2 separate regions of the Mus musculus genome follow, and region 2 is linked to region 1. A link is a contact called in public HiChIP or PLAC-seq data. All regions are on one chromosome and are shown on one strand. Each heading gives the region's core, a stretch centred on a gene start, on an enhancer-like site or on the middle of the called end of the contact. The rest is flanking DNA. Distances are from core to core; before and after follow the strand shown. Region 1 has its middle 67 kb from the start of Gm46846. Region 2 has its middle 330 kb from the start of Gm46846.

Region 1 (6,761 bases), core at 1,857-4,356:
TCGGCTCCCCTGGCTTCTCAGCAGCACCCCTCCAGACCCTGGGATCCCCCTGTCTCCCCCTCAGCTCTGGGGTTACACGCACATGTCACATGTCACCACACTTTCCATGAATGCTAGGGATCTAGCTCAGGCTCCTACACTCGGGAACACTTTTCTGACTTTCCACCTACACAGATCTCACTTGGGCATGTTTATGCACATAGTACATTTGTCATATTTGTTGCCCTAGTCCGTCCTCCTCTGCCTGCCTTCCATCATACGCTGGCTCCTTACTCACATAGCATAGCCACCCTTCTATGCTTATATCATCCATTCATAGACAGTCAGACAGACACAGATGGATGGATGGACAGATGATGGACAGGCAGATGATGATGGATGGAGAAAGAGAGAGAGAGAGAGAGAAAGAGAGAGAGAGAGAGAGAGAGAGAGGTTTTTCCATGGAAAAAACATAGCATTTATTTTAGTGATAGAAAAGAAAACATGTTAGAAGAGGAATTTAGTATCTATAGCTTAAAAATAGAAAGGACAGAGTTCGAATGACCACTTTTATGGAAAACACAGAGATGAAGAGATTTTAGAGAAAGGGTGATAGTATATGTCTGGAAGGTTGGGAATGGAGACAGAGCATCTGAGCCAAGCCACTCTGTCTAAGAATGATTGCTTATGAGCAGCATGGAGAAGGAGGAGCAGAAGAAGTGGAAAACATTATGTAAAACACTGCATTTCTCTGCCTTGTTCCTTGGTAGAAAAAAAAAAAAAAAAAAACAGAATCTGGCTCCAAGGAATTGTTCTGAGTTCTTCCTTATGGAGGTCTGAGTTACAAAACAGTTGAAGCATGGATTAGCAAGAGTCACGATGTCTTGGACATACAGAGCAACAGCCGTGTGTGCTTGTTGGGGCAATGTTCAAGGCATGCAGTACTGTACTGGTTCTGCAGGAAGACTTGCTGCAAAGCCTTCCTTCTACAAAATTAATAATTTGGTAGTGTGTTTGTGATGCTCCTTCTAACGTGCTGCAGGATACTGTAGCTGCTGCTTTGTGTATTCTGGCTCATGAACACGATTTCTCACTACAGTAAGTTTGAAGTCTATGGTTGTTGCCTGACAGCAAAATACAGTGTTAGGATAAAATACATAAATTAGTGTTGTCATTTTGAAGTTTGAACCTTATTCAGAATAAAAAGAACTTGAACAACCTCATACTTACAGGTGTTTGAGGTGTAGGCCTCTATTTTACCTCCGATGAACAGCCTCTGCCAGGCGTGAAAGATCTGCAACGGTTCATTCCCAAATGAAGCAATAAATCTGGGATTGACAGCTCCGCAGATCCATCACCAGGTCAGAGGGATCTGTGCTCTGGCGCCGTGACATTCAGGTAATTGGAGAATGAGATGGAGACATGGACTGACTCCCTGCTGTGAATGCCACCAGAGGTTATACCTTCTTCAAGACCACCAGGTCAGAAACTGTATCAGCAACCATTAAGTGTTTTTAATTCTAATTACTCATTAAAATTTAACTTAACTCATATGTCAAATACATGTAGGTTATTCTCTTTAAAAACAGCACCAAGAATTAGCTGATTGTTTTTCAAATAGAAGACTTTTCTTAGAAAAGCTTGTATGATTCATGATTTCGAGGTAAATTATGAATTTAGAAACCATAAATGAAGCTCTCTTTGTGCCAAATTATACCTTTAGGGGGTTGGCTTTAAATAACATTTGGTCAAATACCATCCTTGTTCCATTCTACAAAAGAGAGCTTGTATTTTAAAATCTACATTTAGTGAAATAAATGCAATTGTATTTGGAAAACATAAGTCACTGGAGCCGCAAAAACAATCTGTATTTATGAGTGATAATTTTTCTTCAAATTCTCCATAATTTGTTTTCATGAAAATTCTTAAAAACACTTCCCAAGAAGGGCATCATTGAAAATTTTTGTTTATGTGTATGTAATACTGTATGTGTGCATGGTGTGTTTGTGTCTATAAGTGTGTATGCACATGTGGGTATGAATGTGAGTGTGAAAGTCAGAAGTTAATGTCAGATGTTTTCCTCAGTCATTCCCGTGGTGGGGGGAGGACATGTGCTATGGCACGTGTGTGAGGTCAAAGAACATAGTGAAGTTGTTCTCTCTTTCCACCTTTACATGGGAACCTGGAAAACAAACTTAGACTGTCAAGTGTGCGTGGCAAGTGCTTCACCCACTGAACCATCTTGCTGCCTTTTCACCTTAATTTTTGAAACAAATCTCTCACTGGACTTGAAGCTTATCTGTCTGACTAGACTGTCAGGCCAGAGAGCCCGAGCTACCCTCCAGTGTCTGCCTCCCAAGTGGAGATCACAGATGCACACCTCAGCACTTACCACCTCTTCGTGGGATCTGGGAATCAAACCTACCTTCCTGCCATACCTGCTGGTACGGCAAGCACTTGATTGACTGAGCCATCTCCACATCCCCTGCCTCTGACATTTTTACATAAGGCAGGCAAACATTTCTGATGGCAATACGTTCTGTTTGTTATGGAAATGTGTATGTCTGCTGTATAATGGTCCCTTTGGGTTATTGGGACAGTATTAGAGAGTACGGCAAACTGTCTCCAGAAAGCCAATTCTTAGCTCACTTTTTTAAGATTAAAGGATATCTTCTGGCTTAAAGGGAAATTGAGATACTTAAAGGCATAAAAATCAAATGGGTTATACAATTTTAAAAGTTTCTTTGAAAAAAACTACCAAAGTTTAGCTACAAGATATTTGTCATTTATGCATTTTCTTTACAATCCCTTTCCAGAAGGCAGCATCTTTCTCGATGCCTCACAGAGGATGGCATAATTTAAGGAAAATCTTTAAGACAGGGAAATAGCTTTCCCAGCCAATGGCATCAAAATCAGAAAGAGAAAAAGAAAAAAAAGAAGAAGCCTCTGCAACAGAACTACCCAAACTGGGGAAGCTCTGTTTGGGTATTTTACATAAGTCTGTGAAATTGCTGCCTATAACATGTGATTACAAACAAATAAAAAGCAAACGCACCTAAGTCGGAGGTGGTTCAGCACGAGACCGCGCAGGAAGAGTCTTTTGACAGAAAGCCAGCGCCATCTACTGTCTGGCGATGAAATAGCAATGGAAACCGTTCTTTGCCCCGTGCCCTGGGAAGACCTGAGTTGTGCAGCTGAGGCTGGGAACAGGATCCTTACCCCAATACTCTGCAGAAAGGGAAAAGAGAAAAAGAAAGGCAGGATGCTTGGCAGCCTGGCGCCACCAACAACGGCCATTGTTTCCCTGAACACTGAGGTCGCCCAAAGGAAAAATTTCTCCGGTTAACTTTCTAAGAACTTCATGTTTTCCTCAGGTTTTCTAGCTCGCCTGCTAAAGATGTAGAAGCACCACTTCCACCCTGTACCCAACTTTTCGCCAACATTGGTGACTTAGTATTTATTCCTTCATAAGTCGTGAGTTTCTGGTGTAGAGAAGATAAAATGACTACACTGACTCTTTTAAGTCTCATCGGCTTATCTTTAAGAGAAGAGGAAGGTGACATTAGGAACATTTGGGTGACCAAATTGTTTCTATTTTTCCTCAGGGAATGTTCCCTCAGGAATGAATTTGCCCACACACTTCCAAAGGTTCCCCCTCCCTAGTCCACTTTTATTTGGTTTTGATGTATTTAAAAGTTTCAGAAATTTTAATAAAATTGTATGGTTTCATTTGGGAAGATATTTTAAGGGGAATCAGACTTTAATATAAATACACAGCTAAAAGAGGAAATCAAACCAACAACTCTCTCTATGCCACTCTCTTCAATGTTACTTGTTTCCAAATCAAAACAAAACAAAACCTAAATTCATCATGAACATGTTCTCTGGTCCTTTTAGTTTTAGCACAATATAAAAATGAAACACCTGATGCTTTGTCTTAATTCTTTGAGTATCTGTTAACTTCCTTGTCTTATCTTTGTTCTTCACTTGGAGGAAATTTTTCAAAGTTCAGTAAATAGTCGGGGTTTTTTTTGGAAAGCAAATAGCTTAAGGTGAACTGGGTGCTTGCTTTTACGAAAGACTATCTGAATATTAATTTCTGTTGATTAACGTACAGAGATTGATTTTCTCCTGCCCTTCCTAAGTTTGTAGTGCCCCTGCATGTCAGCTACCATACAAACCAGCAGCCAACAGCATCTCTGACTGTGCTATCTCCAAAGACTCCCTTCCATGTTCCTGTTTGGTTTTTTAACAATTTACATTAACACACACACACACAAATCCTGAAGAGCAATTTCAAATGCCATAATATCATCAAATTGTTATTTTAATCCCTTTGTAAATGAAAAGGCCAGGGTGTGTTTCCAAATCCATCCTAGGTTTTGAAGTGAGCAAATCTTACCTGAGCTCTGCCTTGGGAGACACAAGGATTAAAGTAGCCTCCCTGTTATTTTCTGTGGTCTGTACCTGGGCTTGCAGTAAGGAGCCACTTTCTGTCAGGACCTTTGTTCCTTGTTTACTTCCGCTCCAGCAAGGCTGCATGCAGACCCTCTCCATTGCCAGTCTTTGCTTGGTAGCTGATTAACTCAATCTCTGTTTCCTGTTGATCAAACAAAATGACTGTCACTCACACTCGGGCTCAGCTCTACTGCCACTACTACCCTAGGCACCTCTCCTGCATCCCACATCCCCAAGCCAGTGCTTTGGTATCTGGTTCACTTCTCTTAGAAATACCTTCTCTCCAGTTCTTGAGACCCCTCCTAGTCCTGCGATCACAGCATCTTCTCTATTGCAATATCTGCCTCCCCTCTTATATAACCCTTTCAAATAAAGACTCGCCTTACAAGGAAGTCCAGGTTCCTCTTTTATTTAACAAAACCCATAACTCTGTTTAAAGCTGGAGAGATTTGATTGATAATCAATAATCAGAATTATCAAATAGTCTTGTTGCCCTAGAAGCAAAGCTCTGCCCTTTTATAAGAGTATTTGTGTTGCTCGTAGGTTCTCTCCTTCACTTGAAAACAAAATGAAAAACTTTGCAAAAGTAACACTTCCCAGAAAATACTTATACTCAAGCATATTGAAACTCATATTACTTTGTATTTTCATAAATTCTACCATAAGACCCGACATTTTCCCAATTTTATCCCAAGCATCAAGTTCCCCCAAATTTATCCAAATCTGAGCTTGCTTTTCTTGAGAGGCAGTACTGTAGTGCTTAGCTAAGTCTCTTTGGAATGCACAGTTTTGCAGCAGGATGAGAATCTGAACATCTTTGTTCAAAACTCCTCCTGTCAGAGTGTTCAGCACGCAGTTCTTAGAAAAGAAATCTAATTTTCAATGGCAAAAACCACATAGTAAGGCCTAGTGCTACCAAAAGTCTTCAGAACATGTCTATGGCCAGAACTGACCAGTACCATATGCCATACCATGTAAACAAATATGTACCAATGCACGCGATTGTATACACCACAGGAGGAGCCAGCAATGAGGAGCTGAGCAGATGTCTTTGAAGCATAATCACTGTTCTGGCAGGTAAGGAGTCGAAAGCCCTCTGATGTGCAGAAGCGGATTGGAAATGTTCGATGAGGACATTTACATATAAGCTTGCTAATGCCAGTGAACTACTGGTTGACTTTTTATAAACTTAAAAGATCTGGGTAAATACGAGCTAATTTTGCTAGTGCCTTTTCAAAAACGTATGTTGGGGGAAACCCATTCATCTCCCTTGACATTAGTTCTAGGCTCAGATCCAATGCCTATACACCATGGCTCATTTCTGCTGTGTTTATTGAAAGCTGCTATCTATTTAGGTATTCCTTAAACATGTATTGGTCTCCTACTTCATGCTAAGCACTATGTACAGGGTTGCAAACAGAACTGGCAAAAATCTCTGTCCTACTGTAACTTGGAATCTATACAAATAATAATGATGATGAGTAAAAAATGCACAATGCTACATGTATTTTGTGCTAGGGAAAATATTCAAGGAAAGGAAATCCAAAATGATATGAGCCTGGAGGGTTTCCGACACAGAGAATGTGATTTTTGAGTAAAGAACACACAGAAATGAGAGGTTTAGACATTCAGGTATCAGAGCAAATCACCCCTAGAAAAGAGAAGAGAACATGCAAAGGCCCAGAGACAGGAACTTACCCTGACATGACAAGTGTGCAGAGGCTCCGAAGTTCAGAGCTTCTTTTTTTTTTTTTTTTTTTTTTCTAAAAATATTTTAATGAAAAGGTCATCTTTCTGTAACATTTCATTATGCTACAAATGAAAACAATTGAATTACAGACCACCTCTGCTGTCATAAAGATTAGAAGACATGTTAAGTTTAAAACTGAATACTCAGGCTACCAATCCTCACAGCACCTTGCACATCTGCATGCTTGCTACCATGCCAATTACTGAACTATTGTCAGGAGCGTTTCAAATTGTGACATTAACAGAACCCTTAAAAACCGAGCCCATTTCTCTGTAGTCCCCTACTAGATGGACTTTTTCTTACCATGTGTCCCCTAATTTATACACGAATGTGAACACACCTTTCAGACATGTAAACTGGGAGCAGCATCCCACAGGTCCAACAAAACCAGAGGCAGCCTCTTTTGTTTTATGCTTACCCTTCTACCATTGTAAAGTGTTTTTGCAGAAATGACAGTGGAACCATATTAGTAAAATAACTTTATTTCAGAAAGGAAATGGACTGTAAATGCCTCCTAAGCAAATGTATTTTCTCCAATCTGTTAACCACCATTGAACGATTGCTACCTCATTGG
Region 2 (6,603 bases), core at 1,324-3,823, 270 kb before region 1:
ATGGAACACTTGCTTCATGCCGGGCTCGTTGCTAATCCCTTTACATACAAGGTCTCACCTAGTACTCATAGAGATGCTGGATCACAGATATTCTCCATTTTTTTCAGCCATAGTAATGGCACTTAAACAGCATAAATGGTTAGCTAGTGTCTTTAATGCAATAAGTAATCAAGTAGGAGAAGTTTCACTCAGCCTGATTCCAAAGTCTGCATGGTCTCTTAAATTAAAGCCATCTCTACCTTCCTTCCATAAACTTGAATTAAGAATTATGAGACAGAAAGGACAAGACTGGATAGTGTGGATTTGTTTTGTATAGTCATGTCTACACCTGTGAGCTTGACCTAGCCCTGGAGAGTTCCAGCACCAGTGCTCTTCTCATCTAAAGATCGCACACGCTAGATGTACCAGAGCAGGCAGCACACAGTTATACAGTGAGAGAGGTTTTCATCCCTTGGTACTGTTCTAGAAGAGAATGAGGTGGGTGAGCAAGTTATTCCCTTCTCTGAGCCTCACACATGAAAATGTCATGGGCTTTGAATCACACAAAGAGCCACAGGATCCCAGGGTCTCACCACAAACTATGCCTACAATTTCACTGCCATCGGGCAGCATGTGTAGTAATATTCATCCATGGAGAAGAGGAGGTCGAGCTCTGTGTTGGCTAATTCCATTTCTATGTCCACATGCACCTATAAGTAAAACAAAGAGAAACAAAACAGAAAGACCATGCTTTGGTCATGCTGTCTGTCACATTGCAAGGATTCAATGGCACGTATGGCACTGGTGACCTGGCTGAAAGTGCAGATCTAGACAATTTCTAGAACATAGGAGGTAGTGCTGGGCAGCACTATACCAGTGGGGAGGGACAGAGGCGAGAGAGAGAGAGAGAGAGAGAGAGAGAGAGAGAGAGAGAGAGAGAGAGCACAAATCTGCACATAATCTTGTTCCAACAACGGCTTGTCTAAAGAAGGATCAAGTTCTTTACCTTTAATGTTAGTTGTAATGTTTGTTCCAGTGAGATACAGTGGTCATGGCTCATTTGATTACATGGAGAAAAATATCTAACTCCAAAATAGAGTATAAAATAAAGAATGTATTTGTTCTTAGAATAAAAGAAAAGAATCTAGAAACAAACCCCACTGGATCCAAGGCTCGAATTTCCCATTAGAACTCAGCATTCCCATTCTCCCAGTCCTGCTTTCTTTTGCATGGTTTCTTCTTAGACAGCTTTGACCTTATCAAGGCAAAGACAAAGCCAGATATTATTATATTATTATTATGCTACACATGTGGCTTGCAATCAGATCCATATTGCCTTAACCATGATCCGTATGATGGTCTTAATTAAATAATTATATCTATCACAGGCTGCCATTTACCTCTGTAATAGAAGAGGAATTTTCATAGCCTATTTAAAAGATATTATAAGCACCCCAACACACATACATACATACATACATACATACATACATACATACATACATACCTAATTCTGGGTGTTCAATTTTTGGCAAGTTCTTAATCTTCTATGCCTCAGTTTTCAAGTATGTGTAATGTTGCATTGTGTGAATGTGACCATGTGCATGTGTTTGTTTCTGTGTGTGTGTGTGTGATATATGAATGTGTGTGCCCATGCATGTGTGTGTGTGGAGGCCAGAGGTTAACATTGCATATCTTCCTCTATCACTGTTTACCTTATTTTTTTTTTGAGTCAGGATCTCTCAGAGAACCTAGGGCTCAGATTTGGCAAGACTTACTGCTCACCAGGCCCCAGGAATCCTTTCCACTTTCCCCCACACTGGAGTTATAAAATGACATTTTTGTATTAGTATTGGGCATCCAAACTCAGGACTTCATAATTCCAGAGCAAGCATATTACCAACTAAGCCATCTCTCCAGATTTCTCATCTTCAAATGATGATAACCGTGCCTGCTGGATTCTTCTTGAGGATGAATGGGAAAGCTCATCAACAAGCCTTTTACAATGTAAAACGCACAGCATCCATACCAGAAATGGCAGCCATTTATTTTTCTCACCAATAGCATTCTGAAAAACGTGGTTGCACACATGCTGAGAACACATAGCATTGTAGGATTAGGAAAGCAGGCAATCACTGTGCCCTGGCATGTCCAAGGAGGACATCACAGACAATGCTGGACACAAACTGACTTTTTATGTAGGAGCAGACAGGCAGAAGGAAGCCAACATGAGCCACTGCAAGTGGAGCTAAGTGACTCCTTACCTAAGAAATTCAGGGCACTGTATCCTACAGCAGGTGCATCACTGGGAAATGGATAGCCAGCAGGGAATACGGAGAGGTGATTTTTTTTCACCTCTGTACTAAAAAAAAATGGAGAGGGAATGTGATTTTTTTTAAACATTAATAAAAAGAGCACACCGACGTGGAACCAGAGAAGGCAGCCCTGTCTCAGCTGCATCCCATCCTAGTACTCCCGAGCTCCCTGCACTGCTGGTGGCTGATGAGGCTGAGTTCTTCCCCCAGGGCTGCAAGAGAGCAGACTGTATGGGAGGCCTGGCATCTCTTCCAAATGCCTCTTCTGTCCAGTGGGGGCAGGAGCTGCCTAACAGCTGCTGTGATGCTTTGTAAACAAGTGGGGGACACACTTCTTTAACCTGGAATCCTATGGCTGAAAATATGTTTACCTCTCCAAGGATTTGGTTGGAAATGCTTCAAAGACTTTTTTTTTCCCTTTTCCCAGAATGCTCAGGCTCTCTCCCTGAGAGCAGCGCCTTCCTTGAGTGAGAAGAACAATCTTTTCCAGCATCACAATAAATAGCTTTCTGACTTGGGCAGCAACATGGAAGCAGATTATCTCAGAGGTGGGTGAAACGTGGTTTAGCTTATGTGCAGAGTAAACGTAAAGGAAAGAGCTCACATCTGTGCTGGAGTGGGCAGAACGTGAAGGATAGGCAACTTTCCAGAGCGTGCTGCAGTGGCTGGATCATTTCCAGAGACTGCTGCCAAGCTGGCCCCCAAGCAGCTGCAGCTTCAGGGGGTCTTATCACTCCCTCCTCAACTGCAGCCTTGTGTGTGTGTGTGTGTGTGTGTGTGTGTGTGTGTGTGTGTGTGTGTGTAGATGTGCACCAGCCAAAAACACTAATTAGCATGTGCTTTTATAGATGAGAGTTTAAAAGCCATGAAGCAGCTGCTGTCCAGAAGCCAAGGAGCTAAATTGAAGTCATAGCACTGTGATTTGGGCATATGAGAAGGTCATCTCACCCCTTTGAGGTGTGATTGCATCATTTGTCAATGAAAATAATAATATCTGAACCAATTAATTTAGAGTTTTGATGAAGATCCAAGTTACAGCAAGAAGGCAGGTAGGGAAATCTCCCACCAACTGTAGCACTGTTTCCCACGATAAAGAACAGAGGCTAGTGGCTCTACAGTAGAGGGAAAGCTGTTAGAAATGCAGGTGGGTGTCACCCCTTCCTGAGCTCCCCCCCATGAATCCTTCATGTCAACCCATCCCAGGGCACACATTCATGCACACATTCAAGTTTCAGAAGGAATGCCTGAAAGCACTACTAAAAAATGGATTTAGGGATCAGCTGAAAAAAAAAAACCAATAAACCCAAACCGCTCTGTTTTACCAATATTTTATCCCAGCCCTGATTTCTTGCATTTTCCAGTGGCTTCCTCAGATATCCTCAGAGAGCAGCAATGCTGTCGTTTGTCTGATCTCTGAGATACTATGCCCAGTATGAGTTAGGCTCCTATCCTGGAAACACAGGAATTAGTTACATTTCTTGTCCTGTGACAAGGTACTGGATAAAAGCAGCTAAGGAATGGAGACTTTTTGGCTCACACTTTGAGGGACAGTCTGTCATGACAAGGGGACATGGTGGGAGCTGCTTCAGGTAGCTGGTCACATCACATGCACAGTCAGGAAGCAGAGAATAAGTGATACTGGTGCTCAGCTCTTTTTCCACTTTTTATACACCTTGAGCCCCAGCCCATGAGATGGCACCATCCACATTTAGGGTGGATCTTCTCACCTCAATTCAAACTCCATCACAGACAATATCTAAAAGGTTTTTCTACTACTTCCTGCCAAGTTGGCCGTCACGCATGGAAAATAGCATTCTTCTACAAGAGTTATAGCTTTGAAGCTATTATATTAAAGTGTGTTTGTTTAAATACATTTTTAAATATATGAGGCCAGGTACATTCAGAACTGGAGTGACTAAGGAAGGGGGATCTTGTCTGAGACCATCCTAGGCTGTTTAAACAAAAACCTATCCTTATATTCACAGATGAGTGTAGTTCTCAACCATCAAAGAAGCCGCTCTTTTCAGCAGGCAGAGACCATCACAGAGATGCACAACTGGTTAAAATAGGCATAATAACTGATCATGGGAATCCAGTCCCAACTGACACAATTGTAGCACAGCGCTGTGCCTAAGGCTCTACAGAAGAGTGGAAGGAGAGATTGAGGAGCAGAGCATCATCCTCTATGAAGGACATCGAGCTACGTCCCTGAGATCTTAACAGTGTCACCCCCTAAACCAGACCTGCGTGGCGACAACACGAGTTGGCATTCCACAGTGGATGGGAGAAATCTTAGGAAGTTCTACCCCAAGATGAAGAGCTACAGGCACTAACAGTTGCTAGTGGGGGAGGAATCAACTCCTAGAGGAAGAAGAGTCAGTCTTGCCCATGAATGAGCCACCTAACTGGTTTTCCAATGCCAACGAGTCATCCGAAACCACATATGCACACAAGCAAACACTAAATGGACTCAGCAGGTACTAGTTACACGTACAGAGGGATGGGTGAAGAGAGAGATGGGGGGGGGGGGGGATGAAGAAAGAGGGAGAGAACAATAATAAAGAAGAAAGAACCACAAATTTGATAGGTAGTGAAGGGACATGGCAGAAGTTGGAGGGGACAGGGTAGAATAGAAATGATGTGAATATAGGATTCATGTATGAAATTTGCAAAAATAAAAGTGAGAAAAGTGAAAAAAAAAGCCAAGTAAGTAATAAAATAAGAAAGGACTTGCCTTTACTTTAAAGATGCCCTGAGCCTGTCTGACTTCCAGTTTTCCTACCTGCCTAACACCATCCCCCTCCCCTCTCCACACTGTTATCCTTGTCTGACTTAACACAAGCCTGACTTAACAGAGCCTTTTCGCTGAGCTTCCTTCATGGAACACTCTTGCTTTCTATTGTCACAGACCTCATCACTCATCTTGCTGAGCTCTCAGTTCATACACTACTCCCCTAGTGAAGCTCACCATGTAAAATCACTTCTCTCCAAGGTGTTTACTATTTTCTAGCACAATATATACTTCTCTATCTCTTATTATTTTATTCTTTGACACCCCAAGGTAAAATATAACTCATGGAGGTAGGGTGTTTTTTTTTGTCTGTTTTGCTCAATACTATATACCCAAATCCGGAAACAGTCCTGGCCCATAACTGTTTGACATCCCCTATACATGAAAGAATGTATAGAGGATCTATGTCAAGCATGAACTCTGTTTATAGGGAGGATCAATGGATGAATAAAGTATTAGCATCTATGTCTAAGAAAGGAAGGCTAGAATACTAGTGTTTTACTCCTTACCATGCTACAAAGTCTTCCTAAATAACGTACTTAGTGTCATTTGAATCCTTAGGATAAAATTTTTCTTATTCTGAAGTTCTATGTTTTACTATTCTTCAATAATTATTAAAGTGATTGTTCATAAGTTAATTCATTGGTAGGATTTCTAAATAAAATATTCTGAAATTCTATATAAAATTTCAGAATATGGCAAGTTTAACAAGTAAACAATAAATGTAATATAAATTAGAGACATGTGTTGTTCTCTCATTTACCTTAAGACTTGAATCAAACCATTCACTTTGTATTTAATATCTATCTTCTATAATTTGATAAAAAATGACTGAGACCACTTCAAAAGTACATATTGTTTCCTGTTTCATTATAGCTAAATGAATGAATATAGCCAAAATAAAAGAATAGACTGGATTATCAAAATAAATAGCATTCATAAAAGAATACACATAGGTGCATAACTTTAGGCCTGTTAGAAGAGTAAAATTAAGCATCACTATAGTTATCAACAGTAAAGATCAAAATTCAATTTTCATGGTTTTCTACTTTGTATTCCTCTTTGAGTTGGATCTCTGAATGTGTTTGACAAGAGGTATAATGAGTAAATTATTGACCTTTCTGCTTGTAATGTGCAAGGTGGGGTGTGGGGTGGCCACTGCATTGAAAGACAGCATACCAATGTCTGGTAACAGGAAAGGGGAGGTGAGAGTCTGCTTGGAAGTCAGTGTGTTGGACAAGAAAACGCAGCAGAGCCTCCGTATGGCACAGAGCACAGCCTATAGGCACCTCTATCTACCCAAGTATCTGAAATATGGAAGCAATGATCCCTGGTCCTTGTATCCAATAAGGGATGTTGGGAGGATAAATTAGATACGGTTTTCCTTGCGAAGAAAGCACTATATAATTTATGATATTGTTATTATAATCATTAGTCATCTTTGCCTAGATTTATGGAGTAACTCATCCTAAATTAAGCCTTTGGAACAATGAGAAGCAGGAAATTTATGAGACCTGC

The links. HiChIP or PLAC-seq counts read pairs in DNA pulled down with a chosen protein or histone mark.
Region 2: a contact with region 1 is called in an H3K27ac HiChIP or PLAC-seq map of SST interneurons, with 3 times the contacts expected there. The contact joins two enhancer-like sites. A contact is called at or near these places in 1 of 15 datasets of contacts at CTCF or cohesin (the NIH/3T3 cell line), 1 of 484 Hi-C or Micro-C datasets (nephron progenitors) and 3 of 115 datasets of contacts at active chromatin or transcription factors (SST interneurons, embryonic basal ganglia and embryonic forebrain).

What each region holds. Positions count from the first base shown.
Region 1 is chr4:12,237,461-12,244,221 of GRCm38.p6, reverse strand. It overlaps the pseudogene Gm11847. Among named protein-coding and RNA genes, the nearest start is that of Gm46846, 67 kb to the right of the region's middle. Within about 2 kb of position 3,106, at least 6 of the 459 cell types and tissues checked have an H3K27ac peak or open chromatin away from gene starts, as enhancers often do. A contact at or near this core is called in SST interneurons, where this site is marked.
Region 2 is chr4:12,503,326-12,509,928 of GRCm38.p6, reverse strand. No RefSeq gene overlaps it. Among named protein-coding and RNA genes, the nearest start is that of Gm46846, 330 kb to the right of the region's middle. Within about 2 kb of position 2,573, at least 35 of the 459 cell types and tissues checked have an H3K27ac peak or open chromatin away from gene starts, as enhancers often do. A contact at or near this core is called in SST interneurons, where this site is marked.